Regions from separate parts of the Oryctolagus cuniculus genome. Here region 1 is linked to region 2. The links are chromatin contacts, called in public Hi-C maps. All regions are on one chromosome and are shown on one strand. The core of a region is the stretch at or near the end of the contact, and the rest is flanking DNA. Distances in the headings are between cores, read along the strand shown. Region 1 has its middle 45 kb from the start of MYC. Region 2 has its middle 520 kb from the start of MYC.

Region 1 (7,052 bases), core at 3,308-5,807, 470 kb after region 2:
CTGGAGAGGGGGCTGCCCCAGCCCCAGCCTCAGCCAGGCCTTTGCAGCCCACTCCAAAAAAAAAAAAAAAAAAAAAAATCACAGCTTTTCAGAAAGATATCTTCCCTTCACTTAGAAATACAATAAAATTCACATCTGCAAGGGGTAAAAAAAGTACAAACCAGACCTAATAGGGAAGCAGCAGCCTCCACATGGAACAGGCTGGCTTTGGGGAGGGCGGGGGGAGGGGAGGACTCCTGGGGCCTCACTGCCTCGCCAAAGTGAGGCCGTAAACACTCTCTCCCCACAGCACCCGAGATGGCCTCATTTGGTGCTGCGCGCCCACTTCAGTCACATAAAGAGCGATAAAGGAAGACAAGGGCGGAATAACCTCTAAATAAAAGATGAGGTCATTTTGAAGGCACATTAGGATTTTATGTGTATTATGGCTTGTGGTTTTTTATTCAAACCCGGGGAGGGCCAGCCACTCGCCTGTGTGGGGGCTGTCACCTTCATAACATGCTGGGCCTGCAGTGCAAATGGCCCAGGGCTGGGCTGTGCAGCTTGGAGAGCTTGGGGAAAGCATGGGAGACGAGGCAGAGAGAGAGACAGCGTGCACATGTGCTAGAAAGCAAGGAAGAAGGCATTTTCCATCATCCCTTTGGCCTGGGTTTTATTGCACCAGGCATTGCCAACACAAGAATAAAAGTGGAGCCTCCTGGATCGGCCCTCCTGCCCAACTTCTATCTCCCAGAAGGGGAAAGTCAGATGGAAGCCTTGATGGGACAACAGACTGAGTGACGCTGGTCGGGACAGCCTGTAAGCTCCACTGGAGGAAGGGGAAGGGCCATGCCTTCCAATTCAGACTTGGGCAACTCTGCAGCTAAACGCAACCACGTCTCAATGCAGCAGGAGCCTGGGACAGGACAGAAGGCTCTTTAGCAGGAAGCCAAAAGGACTCCGGAGAGGGAAGGATGGGAGGGCAAGGATGATTCACCCCAGAGCCTCTCTGCAAGTTATTTTTAGGCCACTCAAGATAGGAAGGAAGCGTAGCTATCCCAGGGAAGACCACAGCCCCAAAACTAACCACGCCTCTGCCTCTCTGCTTCTCACGGACAAAATCAGGGTTGTGCCGTGGACACCAAGGCCACCCACGTTCTCTCAGTGCCGACCGTATGTGTGCCTGGAAGTGGATGCAAATGCAGAAATCAGTGCACTCGGGAGCAGCAACTCAGCAGAGACACAGTGAGGGAGTCATGGTTCAAATCCAGGTCTCCTACTTAATGCAGCGAATGTTTTGACAACGGTAACCATGTTGCGATGGTAGTGGGAATAGCTCACATTCACTGAATCCCTTCCCTGTGCCATGCATTGTTTTAAATGCTGTGTTATCTCACAAGTCTCCTAACACTAGGTAATGTTATGGATCCACTTCACAGAGAAGGACGTGGAGAGAGAGCCCGAGAAGCAAAGTCAACAACCAAGGTCACACAAGTAGGAAGCACAGCACCCAGGACACAAACCACAAAGGCGTGAATATAGGAGCCACATTATGGTCTGAAGGTTCTGTATTCTTTATTCGATTAATGTGTCTGTTGCACCTACTATGTGCAGAGCACCATAACAGGGGCTTGGAGGAGAGCTTGTGAAATGAAAACAACTGGGTTCTTTCCTTCAGAACTGCCTATAGTCTAGGGGAGGAAGAAGAGAATGACAGGGGAAAGGGAGGCTTGCACTGGTGTCTTCTGCCTGCAGTGAGTCTCTACTCTACACCTGCCTCCTAGGAGGCTTCCCGGAGCCTATTCCCACTGATACACAGAGACACAAGAAGTTTCAGGAGTTCCCAGTGTCACACAGCGTAATTCCTTGAGTCAACAGCACAAATACAGACAGTCCCTACATCTTTTCATGGACTAGGTCGTCCAGGGTTTTTCAAAGCCAGGAAAAGACACCCCAGGTCTCCACCCCAACCCCTGGGATGCAACACTTGAGGTGCTCCCAGATTGCCGTGGCCCTCTGTAAGTACTTCCTTTCCAACCTGAATCAGGCGGGGCGGGGGGGTGGGGGTGATAAAATGTAAGCAGTGCTCAGCACTAGAAATGAAGCTACAAGACTACAGAATTGGGAAGATGTGGAAGTACTCCTGTGTAGAACTTCCAGCTCCATAGTCCTGGGCAAGTAGTTTAACTTCTCTGTTCCACCATCTCCCCATCCATACAACAGGGATCATGAATGTGGTTGTGAGGGAAAAATGGAATGATGATGTCAAGCTCTTGGCAGAATACCTTGCACTGGGAAACACTTATGGACACTGTCCACGGCTCCTCAGTTGACAAGTCACTGAGGATCATTGACAAGTAGAATGATTGACACAGACAGGGTCTGCACAAGGCATCATGCCAGAAACAGTCCAGGGACTCAGCAGCTTTGGGGTGAGGAGCCCCAGAATCTGCACTGGCCAAGACTTCCAGCAGAAAGAGGCCAGTGCCTTCTCAGCATGGCAGAATGGTGCACAGACCCTAGATCCAGGCACATAGCAAATTTCCCCCAGAATGGGAGCTATGATGATTGGCATATAATTATTGTCAGGATACTACAGCACCCACTTTGCTGGTTCAGATGACACAGCAACTCCTGCAGGCAGCATTCAGGCTCTCTCCTGCTGAAAGTTCCAATCCCCTCTACCTCTATTTCTCTTGAGAGAATTCATTGCCCTCCATTTTATTCACATTACTCAATCTTCCCATTTTATCTACCATCTGGACTGAAGGCTTCTTGAGGGCAGAGTCTTGGGCTGCTAGGTCTAGTAGGCTCCATCTAGACAAGCATCTCCAGGCTACCAGCAGGCAGCCAGTAAGCTTTATTGGATGCATGAATGAATGAGGTGATGAGGTTATGCCTAGAAGGAGAGGTAGAGGTATGGGAGAGGAGGCCAGGAAAAGATAAGAGCATTCAAGAACACAGTCCATGTGGGAAAATGGGGTGATGCATGTTTTCCTTTGTTTTGCTATTGGTGAACCCATCGTACTAGGAACAGCTGTGAGAGTTACATGTTATTAAAGCACTCAATTGTCATGAGCGCCCCATAAGGGGGGACTTTCATCCTCATTTTGCAGAAGAGTAAACTGAAAAAGGAAGGTTCATAGCTGTCGGCCAACATCACAGGAGGTAGAGATGGGATCTGGACATGGGCAGCTGGGCTACCATGAAGTTCAGGTTCAATGTCACACAGATGTCCCAACAGCACTACTTTCTAGCCCTTCCCCTCTGGCCTTGGGACCCAGGCCTTCTTTTACCCAACGCCAGCACCCACTTCCAACATCAGGGCTCCTCTTGAAAGACCTGTCCATGCAAGCTTCAGCCAGGCCACTCAGCAGGTACCATCCAGTGCAGCACATTTAGCAACCAGCACCTGTCCCAGTGCAGAAAAGTATGGGAAAGACCAAGTACAGGGTTGCCAATGAGTGAGTGTGCAGGAATATCACCTGTGTTAACTGAGTTGAGCTCTAAACACCTGGCCACTGACTGTCCCTAGTACTTTTCATTGAGACAGCTGGAATCCTAGAAATGGGAACTCATCTCAATCTAGACGGGAAATTCTCCTCCCTGTTTGATCCGTCTGCTCAGTGCAGCATCAAGCCAAGAGCTCCCGTGGGATAGGGCAGATGGCAGAACGGCTGGGCAATTACACAGCACAGCCCCTACCTGAGGGTCTGGGGCTCTACCAGACTCCAAGTTTCCACTGTGACCTTCAGGAACAAGTGACACTTCACTTCTTCTCCTAACCAGACTGGTCTTTTGGACATCAACCTGCTCAAGCTAATACCTCCTAACCAAGAGCCCCACACCTGTAAACCCTCCAGCCCCTGCCTGCAGCCATTGCTCACCCAGGAGGTCTTTTCCCCAGGGTTCTTACCAAAGGCATCCTTTGTCCTGGGCCTTGAGTCAATTAGGCATCAAGCAAATATTCACTGAAGACTTACGCGAGCCTGGGCCCAAGCCAGACACAGGGACCAGCCCCCCTTCTTGTCCAATAAGCAGTCAACCAACGCTTACAAATGATGGATTACTTATGCAGCAAGTGTTACACGGCCCAAGAAACAAAGGGAGGGTAAGCTGGGGCCCACAGGCATCACCAGGTGAGCACTGGTTTGTGCTGGGAGGGACTGGTTTGCCTTGATTGGCAGCGTCCCGAATACTTCCCTGAGCCCCACATGTTGGGGAAGACAGGGAGACACAGCCTGCACCCTCTGGGTGCCTGTCCTTTACTCGCTCATCAGCAGGCGTGAAGATGGCAAACACGAATGGCCAGAGGCTCAGTATTTGCCTCCCCAGGCGAGTCAGTGTCCATGAGCACTGCTTTTGGGAAGGAGCCTGGATCACACAGCCCTGGCAGCCCAGCACTGTGGACAGAGGGGCCTGGTAAATGACTGTCCAGTAATTGAATGAGTAAACGATTCAGAAAAACGTGAGGACAGAAGGAAAAATCTGAATTCAATTAGTGAGGAGGATGACTCATAGGTATGGTGACCAGATGCCCCAGTTTGCCAGGCCGGGCTGGTGTAAGCTTCTTGGCCTGGTGTAATTATGATTCACAACCCCTTTCACTCTCAGAAGTGCCCTGAGCCAGATGGTCCATTATTTGCTCTCCCTACTGAGAGAACATTTTGTAAAGAAATGCAGCATTGTGTTTGTGTCGTAAGCGGGCACAGAGGTCAACAACATCTGCCCAAGGTGTGCCAGCAGCTTGGGAGGAGGGTCTGGGGCTGTACCAGACTCCAAGTTTCCACTGTGAGCTTTCAGATGCCCCAGGAAGAATCAAGATTTGCAGAAAACAGCTCACAGAAGCCCAACTCAAACTGGGCGGATCCAAAAATGAAGTCCTCCGATGTATCCAACATATTAAAAACACTGATGAGCACGTCTCATAAAAATCAATGCATTCATTTACATTTCCAGACCTTCAGTGTCACTGTCTTTAGAATGCGGGTAATGAGACCTGCTCTACTTCTTTGCTGAGCAGGCTCAGGTGGACACCAGCTAAACAGTTAAGTGCTGAACCAATGCAAGGTGCGTCAGTTACTAGCCGGTTATCATGATTAAATCTTCATGATTCAGTCGCTTTGGCCCCTGCAGACCTGTGTGACTCCTCACGTGCCCCTCCCTGCTGTGCTCCAGAGACAGACTGAGAATTTAGGTCATCTTTTCCCGCCCTCTGCCAACCTGGGAACCGCTTTCTCCCTGATTCCACCGTGACTTCCTTCGGGGCAGCAACCTGCCCTCGGAACCTCCTCTAACACAGAGCGTAAGCCGCAGCTGGGTGCCTTGTAGATCACCAATAATCTGCGCCGACCACTGAAGGAGAGAAGCCGACTCCTGCGCCTCCTTGAGTAAGTCTGCCTCGGCTTCTCCCGGCAGAGCCATTACGGAAGCGTCTGAACAATTCTGGCTCTTTCTCCACATTCCCTACGAGGTGCACTGGAGTGTGCACGCTGACTTGATACCCCCCAGCTCCGCTCCTACACGGCTGTTGTCTCCTCTTATACCTCTTCTCCCAATGCCTGACTTCCTTACCAAGCAAGGAGGCCAGCAGTGTTTGCTGAATGGATGACCCGGCATCTCTATTCCGAGTGTTTCCACATTGGGGAGGGGGGTCCCCTGTCTGGCATCTTCCTCACTCACATCCCAGCTACAGCCTCGCCCCCCCGCCCCAGGGCCCCTCCCTTACCTCCCCGACTGAGAGCGGCCTCTTCTCTCCGCTCTCACAGAGCACCACGGTTGTCTAGTTGCCAGTGCTCACTCAGCAAGAATACTGCCTGATGGTGTAGGTCTGGGTTTTTTTGTTTGTTTGTTTGTTTGTTTTTCCTTAATGCCTGGCTCCTGTTAGCAAAGGCAGAAGCGGAAACCAGAGCCCTTCACTGTCTTCTGCACTGCTCTGGTCCCAAAACCAAGCATAGTGCCTTCTGGTCAGATAAACGAATGGAGGTAGTAGGCACACACTCAAGAGGATATTCAGAGTGGGCACCTGTGGCTCCCATAGAACTATTAAGTGCCTCCTGTGGGTCCGCCCTGAGATGAGTGTTTTTCAGGATTTACTCACTCCTCACAACAACACTAGGGACGGTTCCCACATTACAGCTGAGACCCACAAACTGCAGATTTTCAAATCTGAATATATCTGGGAAACACTCTGCTGATCAATTTTCCCAACCACCTGCCCCCAAGAAAACCATGGAGGGGGGTATACATTTGGGAACACATTAAGGACACTTTTTTTTTTTGACAGGCAGAGTGGACAGTGAGGGAGAGAGACAGAGAGAAAGGTGTTCCTTTACCATTGGTTCACCCCACAATGGCCGCTGCAGCCGGCACGCTGTGGCCGGCGCACCGCACTGATCTGAAGCCAGGAGCCAGGAGCTTCTCCTGGTCTCCCATGCAGGTGCAGGGCCCAAGCACTTGGGCCATCCTCCACTGCACTCCCGGGCCACAGCAGAGAGCTGGCCTGGAAGAGGAGCAACCGGGACAGAATCCGGCACCCCGACCAAGACTAGAACCCGGAGTGCCGGCGCCGCAAGCGGAAGATTAGCCTATTGAGCTGCGGCACCGGCTAGGGACACTTTTTTTAAAAATCCTAAGAAATATTACCTTAAGATAATTTTTGCCCTTTTGGTCTTCTTGTATCTATGAGGGTTTTGGGGAGGGGGAGGTAGAGGGAGCTTACTCTCTTTTTCTTCTTTCTCTTAAGCAGCTTTGGCAGTCCTGGAGCCAGAGTGGGAAGGGGCACCCACTCAGGAACTGCCCTGGGAAAATTACTTCTCTTTGTGCCTGAATTTTCTCATCTATAAGAGGTGGATAAATAATATTTACCTCCCTAGGAGTCCAGAGACTTAATTAACACTTGCAGAGCACTTTGAGATGGGAGATGAAAGGGCCTGTTAAAGGAACTATTAGTGTCAGCACCTAGCGCTCTGTCTTCTCAGAGAAAATTCAATCAGGAAGGGGAAGTGGGTGCAGGCCTCTCCCAGGCCATCTTCTCTTCTACAAGAAGCCACCCTCGCCTTGCAATTCTAACT
Region 2 (6,100 bases), core at 3,086-5,585:
TTGAACATCCAAGTCTGGTTAAGAAGCTCTCTCTCTCTCTCTCTCTCTCTCTTTATTTTGATTTTTTAAAATTTATTCATTTGTATTTATTTGAAAGGCAGAATGGCAAGGAGAGACAGAGAGACAGAGGCTGGGGGAATTAGAGAGAATCTCCCATCTGCTGGTTCGCTCCCCAGATATAGGCAGTGCTTAGTAAATGTGTGACACAAAATATTTGTAAACTGAGTTACTGGGTAATTAAATGAATAGCCTACCCAAGATGCTTAGTGACAGGGTCAGCCAGGTCAGTCTAACTTCAAAGTCAATGTTGTCACTGAATGCTGCAGATGGATTGTGTAGAAGACCAAAGTTCATATCTCAGCACCTTTCCCAGTGTACAGAACTTATTGTTGGGGCAAAGTGGTACTTGGCTGGAAGTTATACATTTATCCAGCTATAAAGTCTTGAATGCCTTCAAAGAACAGCATGGATTTTTTCCCTGTGAATCGTGAGCTTTTTCACAATGCTTAGCACAGCCGCTGGTAATGGTAATTGCTCCTGTTTCCCTTTGAAATTTCATGTTTGTTTACTCATAGGGCATTACTAATCTGATACAGGGGAATGGGTGAGGAATACCATTTGTAAAGATGATAACAGGTTAATGAAAAGAAGCAAAGAAATGTGTGGGTAAGAGTGTTTCTACAAGGCTGTGTTCCATTGGGATGATTTAAAGGAAAGCCCTTTCTGGCTGGTCATAATAAGGGCCACATTACGGAGGGGATTTACGTGGCAATTACCATGGACCTTGCTGGTGGGATACAGTGTTTTAAGACTCCCTGGGCACTTAAGATTAATGTCTGAATCAGTAGTGTTATTGTTGTAAGATCTCCACGTTATGGAAGCCATTTGAGGCAGGAATTTTTATCCCTTATCAGAGCAGAAAATATCTCAGTTTCCAAGAACACCAATGACTACGGCTTATAACTGCCTGCAAAATAGGTTCAACATCAGGTAGATTGGGTTTATTACACTTGGTAGCTAGAATGCATAAATCAGTCTAGAGTGACTTTCATTCATCCTGGTAATGTGATTGAAAAGGAAATTAGGTATTGTCAGTCAATCAGAAACCAGGGACTAGAATCACTAACAGAATCTACTATGCAAATGGCATACGCTGTTACATTAGGGTTGCAATTAAAGACTTTCTCATGTATTCCAGAGCAGATGCACAGCATTCTGTGCGAACTCACTGTGCTTTTCCGTTAGTGAATGTATTGGGAATAGTGATATGAACCTCACTATTTGGGAACTGATGAATTCGGCACAAGACACATACCCAAATAAGATTAATTCAATGAATCACCAATTTCTAGGAACCTGACAGCATTAAAAGGACTAATTTATTTATCTTGCAGTGTCCCACAAAGCCTAGATACCTGAAAATAAGTGCAATATAGGTTAGAAAAACTCTAAGATGTTCTCTTCCAAGCAAATTGTCAAAATGAATAGTGTTTATTAATGAAACACTTTGAATCCCAAGTTGCCCAGTCAATAGAATCAATGCCTGAACTTTTCCTCCTCTGAAACTTCAAAGACGAGGTATTAACTTCATCTGAACAGAAATGAGATGGGAGCCTAGACATTGAGAAGACGATTGTCTCAAACAGAGCCCTGAGAAATGCCATTAAAACAAGAAGTCACTATTGAGTGTGTTGGTGTCATTGGGAAGCCAGTGAACAATGATGTGTTTGGCCAGGTTTAGCACTTGTGAAAGTTCTGTCCTTATCCATGGTGATGCCTTTTCATTAAATTCCTGAGAGTAAAATATATATATATATATAGCTGAATTGTTAGCCCCAAATCCCAATGCAGACCTCTGATAAAACAGGAAAGACTCTATGAAAAATTCCTTTATTTTCTAGACAGGACCTTGACACCCAGCTTCCAATTAATGCAAACTAAATGCCTGTTCCTCTATTTCTCTTATATTTTTGAATCTTTCCATTTTAAAGATAATATCTATATTTGCCCCAAAATACTAAATGAAATTGCTATCATTGTATTTATATCAAAACCCTTAATTAGCATCCTGATATCTGAACACCAAGCTTGACCTTCCTCTTATCTTTGTAAGTGAGATGGAGGGCAGTAAGTTAGAGGGGCAGAAAAATATAAGAGAAGTGTTGAGCTTCTGCTAGAAGCCAGTATCCCAAATCCAAGACAAAGCAAACCAATGCATAGATAACTTGATGCCAGCCACTATCTTTAACTCTCATTCATTCACTAATTTGTTCATGTGACAGCCATTTTTAGGGCACCTGAGATTCTGTCAGGCATCATATTTAATGATACGACAGAAAAACATCAGTAGTCTGAGAAGATGAATCTCAGCAGGAAGTATATGAAGATTATTGCAAAGTCATCAGAACAAAAGGAAAAGTAGTAAAGAAACTGAGGGATCCCAAAGCTTCTTCACTTCCTGCTAATCCAAGAACTGGGGTCAATATATGGTTGGGGACAAGGGATGTGATCAAAGTAAGCCAAGGAATGATTCTAATGTCAGTATAGAAGCTGTGAGAGTTAGAATATCACACACAAACACACACACCCCATCCTCATCTGTATTGATTACATAGTACGAGTTTTGGAATTTTATATTCTTGTGTTTGAGTACTACCATTTTATTGCTAATTATTTTACTTTGGACAATTTATTTACCATTTCTTAAAAACTAAAATCTTTATGGCTGCTGTGTAGTTAAGCAGGAACATGTAGAACGTGTGCATAATGTGGGGCCTGGAGTATGGCTGCCACCTAATGAATGATCGTTGTCTTGTCTTGTATTCTGTTTGATAGCAGGGCCAGTCTACTGTTTATTCTTTATAATGGGCATAAAAGCGTAAAAAGAATAAAGGATGGGGAGGGCTGGACGAAAGGAGGAATAAAAAAGAAAAGCAGGCACAGGATGGGCTAGAAGCTAAGTTTGCAAATGGATTTGTTCTCCACTCCTTTGGCAGAGGCAGGTTCATTAGGGTTAGTTTCCAGTCTTTTCCATGAATGGGAACAGTCAACACATATCCAAAGATGCACTGACAATCATCAAATGAAATAAAATACAAATGGCACAGGGAAATACCACATGTCGCCCAGCACAGTTGCAAAGCACTAGCTTGTTGACATATCTATGAGTCTGGTTGACATGTTATTGGATGGAAAGAACAGAATTTTGGAAAGTATGTAGGCCTCTTGCTTGTCTAAGAATAGTAATTTAAAAAGCCAAAATTAATTGGTCACTTGCTACATGTCAGATATTTTTATTATATGGTTTTTCCTTTTATTTCCAAACATTTCAGCTTCTAGCCTACTTTCCAAGATGTAAAAACTGAAATTAACAAACAAAAAATTTAGTTATTTAGTCCTTAGAACCTCCTGGGAAATTGGTATAATTTTTCCTATCTTAGAAATGAGAAAAATTTAGACTCAACTGAAAAAGGTTGCACATGGATCTAAACTCTTCTGAGAAAAGGCTGGACTATTAATTTTATTTTTCTGCCTTCCAAGGATACATACAGATCACAGGAAACCTTTGAGAGGTGAGTGCTCTGCTCTTTTCCCACCAGAACTGCAACTTGGTAGCAGCCTTTGGCTAAATATGAAACTGAACATTGACTTTCATGGAATGAAGTGCACATTCCTAACATGGATTCACACAGAAGCACCCAGATTTCACAAGAGGAAATGATGAAGCATTTTCCTGATGTGTTGAAATTATTCCCTTTGTCAGTGACCAACAACAATAAAACCAAGTGCTTTGAAAATTCCTCAAAGGTAGAAAGTAGCCTTTCTTGTCCCTAAGTTCTAATACAGTCCCAAAAGGAAATAGAAGCTTGCATAATTCAAGCCCAGTGATGCTTGTTTCATTTGTATGAACTGCAAATCTTTCCACATTTTTTTCTTACTAATTAGTTAAATGCTTAAGCTCCTGAGTCACTGGGCCGTCTACTGGTTATAGCTTGTTCTTGCTCTTCCACCCTTAAATGGAACTTACAAGGTATTAGGCACTCCAGAGATCCCACACTCTTGTCATGAAAACAAGCCAACAATGAAACCAATCTCTGCCAAGTCAGGTGGACAAGCATGAGCATTAAGACCCATGAATGCTGAGTCAGGGCCTTCATGCAGCCTGCCAGTGAGAGGAGAGAAGAATCCTGCTGGTGCATTTTCAGATATATGCATTCTTTCCCCCAAAAGTTTAGGTATTGCACTAGCGCAACCCTCTTTCCCCTTCTCGCATTCAGTAGCACAGCTCTGTTAACCTGCTGCTTCAGAGTGCAGCTAAGCTTGTCCCCAGCAGTAATGGAGCCAGCTGCAAAGCCAGCTCTCCTTCCCTGGGTGGCTCATGGAAGTTTCAAGAGAAAGGACATTGGTCAAAGCCATGTGATTTGAGAGAATCAACCATGTGATGTGACGTGACTTTAGCCAAAAGCACAGAAGGTGAAAACTTGCCTCCTCCAGAAAAAGGCATGTCTTCAGCCTAGATTACCTCTCCCCATGATCTCAGCACCAGGAGAGGTTCTCAGTAGGTACTCCATTAGTAACTATCAAATAAAATACAGAATAAAAGTAGGAATAGAATTCCCTACAATATTTATTAGTACAAATTCCTTAGTATTTTCCACTGCTTATTTCCACTTTACTCATCATCAATATAGCAATCAGAATATTCACTGTTGTTATAAAGCAGGAAAATCCTTTCATTCTTCTCTAATTTACACTCTCCATCTTTCCTTTGCCACCAGATATTTTCTTAAAAATCGAAACTGAATACGTCGTCTCCACATACACATGCGCAACGTGTCAGTGCAGTTCTCCATGTGTGCATGTGGCATGGAGTCCAAGTCTGCGTACATGATAAATAATACCCTTCCTGATCATGACTCCAACCTCCTCTGCAAGCCTCATCTCCACTCTCCCTTCATCCTCTCCCTTTACTCATACATCATGAGTTCATTTTAGCTTGCTGGTTGTTTCCAAGAAATACCTGGCCTGAACTCAATATCTTTGTGCTATATCTCTACCTGATGTTTCATTCCCTCCATCTCTACAGAGCAAACTCTTTTTCATCCTTCAAGAGCTAGTTCAAATATCTCCCTTTGATAAGCCCTTTTTGATGCTACCAGATAAACTTAGTTAATACCATTTAATATGAGCACACCAAGAAAAAAAACAGCTTTACTCATGAATGTATCTTACTGCATTGTTATAAGCTTATCTGTCTGTTTCACCATTCATTTGTGTATTTCTAGAATATAGGCACCATTTTCTAATTATTTCAGATTTCCAAGCACTTAGCACAGTGCAAATCCATAAGAGTTGCTTCAAACACACTTTCAGACTAAATAATACTTGCATGGGGTATTGTCATTGAAAGGACAATGTTAGCATTACAAAAGGCTCCAAATGACTATCCTGCACTGCCTTTGAGTATATCTTCTTCCTCTGAATATAAAGTTCCAGCAAAGACAGTAAAGTCCTAGGGAGCAGAAAATAAAAAAAAATGTTGGCTCCAGGATTCGTAGCACCTCCGTCTAGCTCAGAAGATGCTGACCGGAAGTAAAATAATAATCTAGTTCCTCTATGTCATGGTAGAGACTGAACAATGTGCTTAGGTAATCAAACATACTTTTTGATGCTTGAGAATTTACTCTGTACAGTAAAAACATAGAACACCAGGCCATAATGACCACTGCTATCAATCACTCTATTTTAGAAGCAATAAAATGGAGACTCTGGAAGTGAAAGAATGAAGAACGTAATTAAAGTCAACAAATTAACAGATACGGCATAGGCAATGGTAGAATAAAAAAGGAAGAAGGAAGAGTCTCTAAGATACTAAGTTTTTCCTACCTGCTCATAAACCAGGCACAGGCCTGATTCTCTCCACATCCCAGTAAATCCCAGACCCCCAGTAAAACAGAGACCTCAGCAGCCACTGTGGGCCTTGGCTGATCTCATTCTGGTGGTAGAACACTGACATTTTTGTTGGGGATGACTAAGAGAGAAGACTTGTGTTGGTTAGAAATTAGTCAGATGGCATTTCCTTGGGCTTTGCTCTCACTTC

Evidence for each region. A called contact is a pair of places that touch in the nucleus more often than the background predicts.
Region 1: a contact with region 2 is called in a Hi-C map of skin fibroblasts, with 2.5 times the contacts expected there. The contact joins two enhancer-like sites. A contact is called at or near these places in 2 of 6 Hi-C or Micro-C datasets (embryonic fibroblasts and skin fibroblasts).

The regions. Positions count from the first base shown.
Region 1 is chr6:153,397,369-153,404,420 of mOryCun1.1, forward strand. No RefSeq gene overlaps it. Among named protein-coding and RNA genes, the nearest start is that of MYC, 45 kb to the right of the region's middle. Within about 2 kb of position 4,558, at least 2 of the 8 cell types and tissues checked have an H3K27ac peak or open chromatin away from gene starts, as enhancers often do.
Region 2 is chr6:152,927,211-152,933,310 of mOryCun1.1, forward strand. No RefSeq gene overlaps it. Among named protein-coding and RNA genes, the nearest start is that of MYC, 520 kb to the right of the region's middle. Within about 2 kb of position 4,336, at least 1 of the 8 cell types and tissues checked has an H3K27ac peak or open chromatin away from gene starts, as enhancers often do.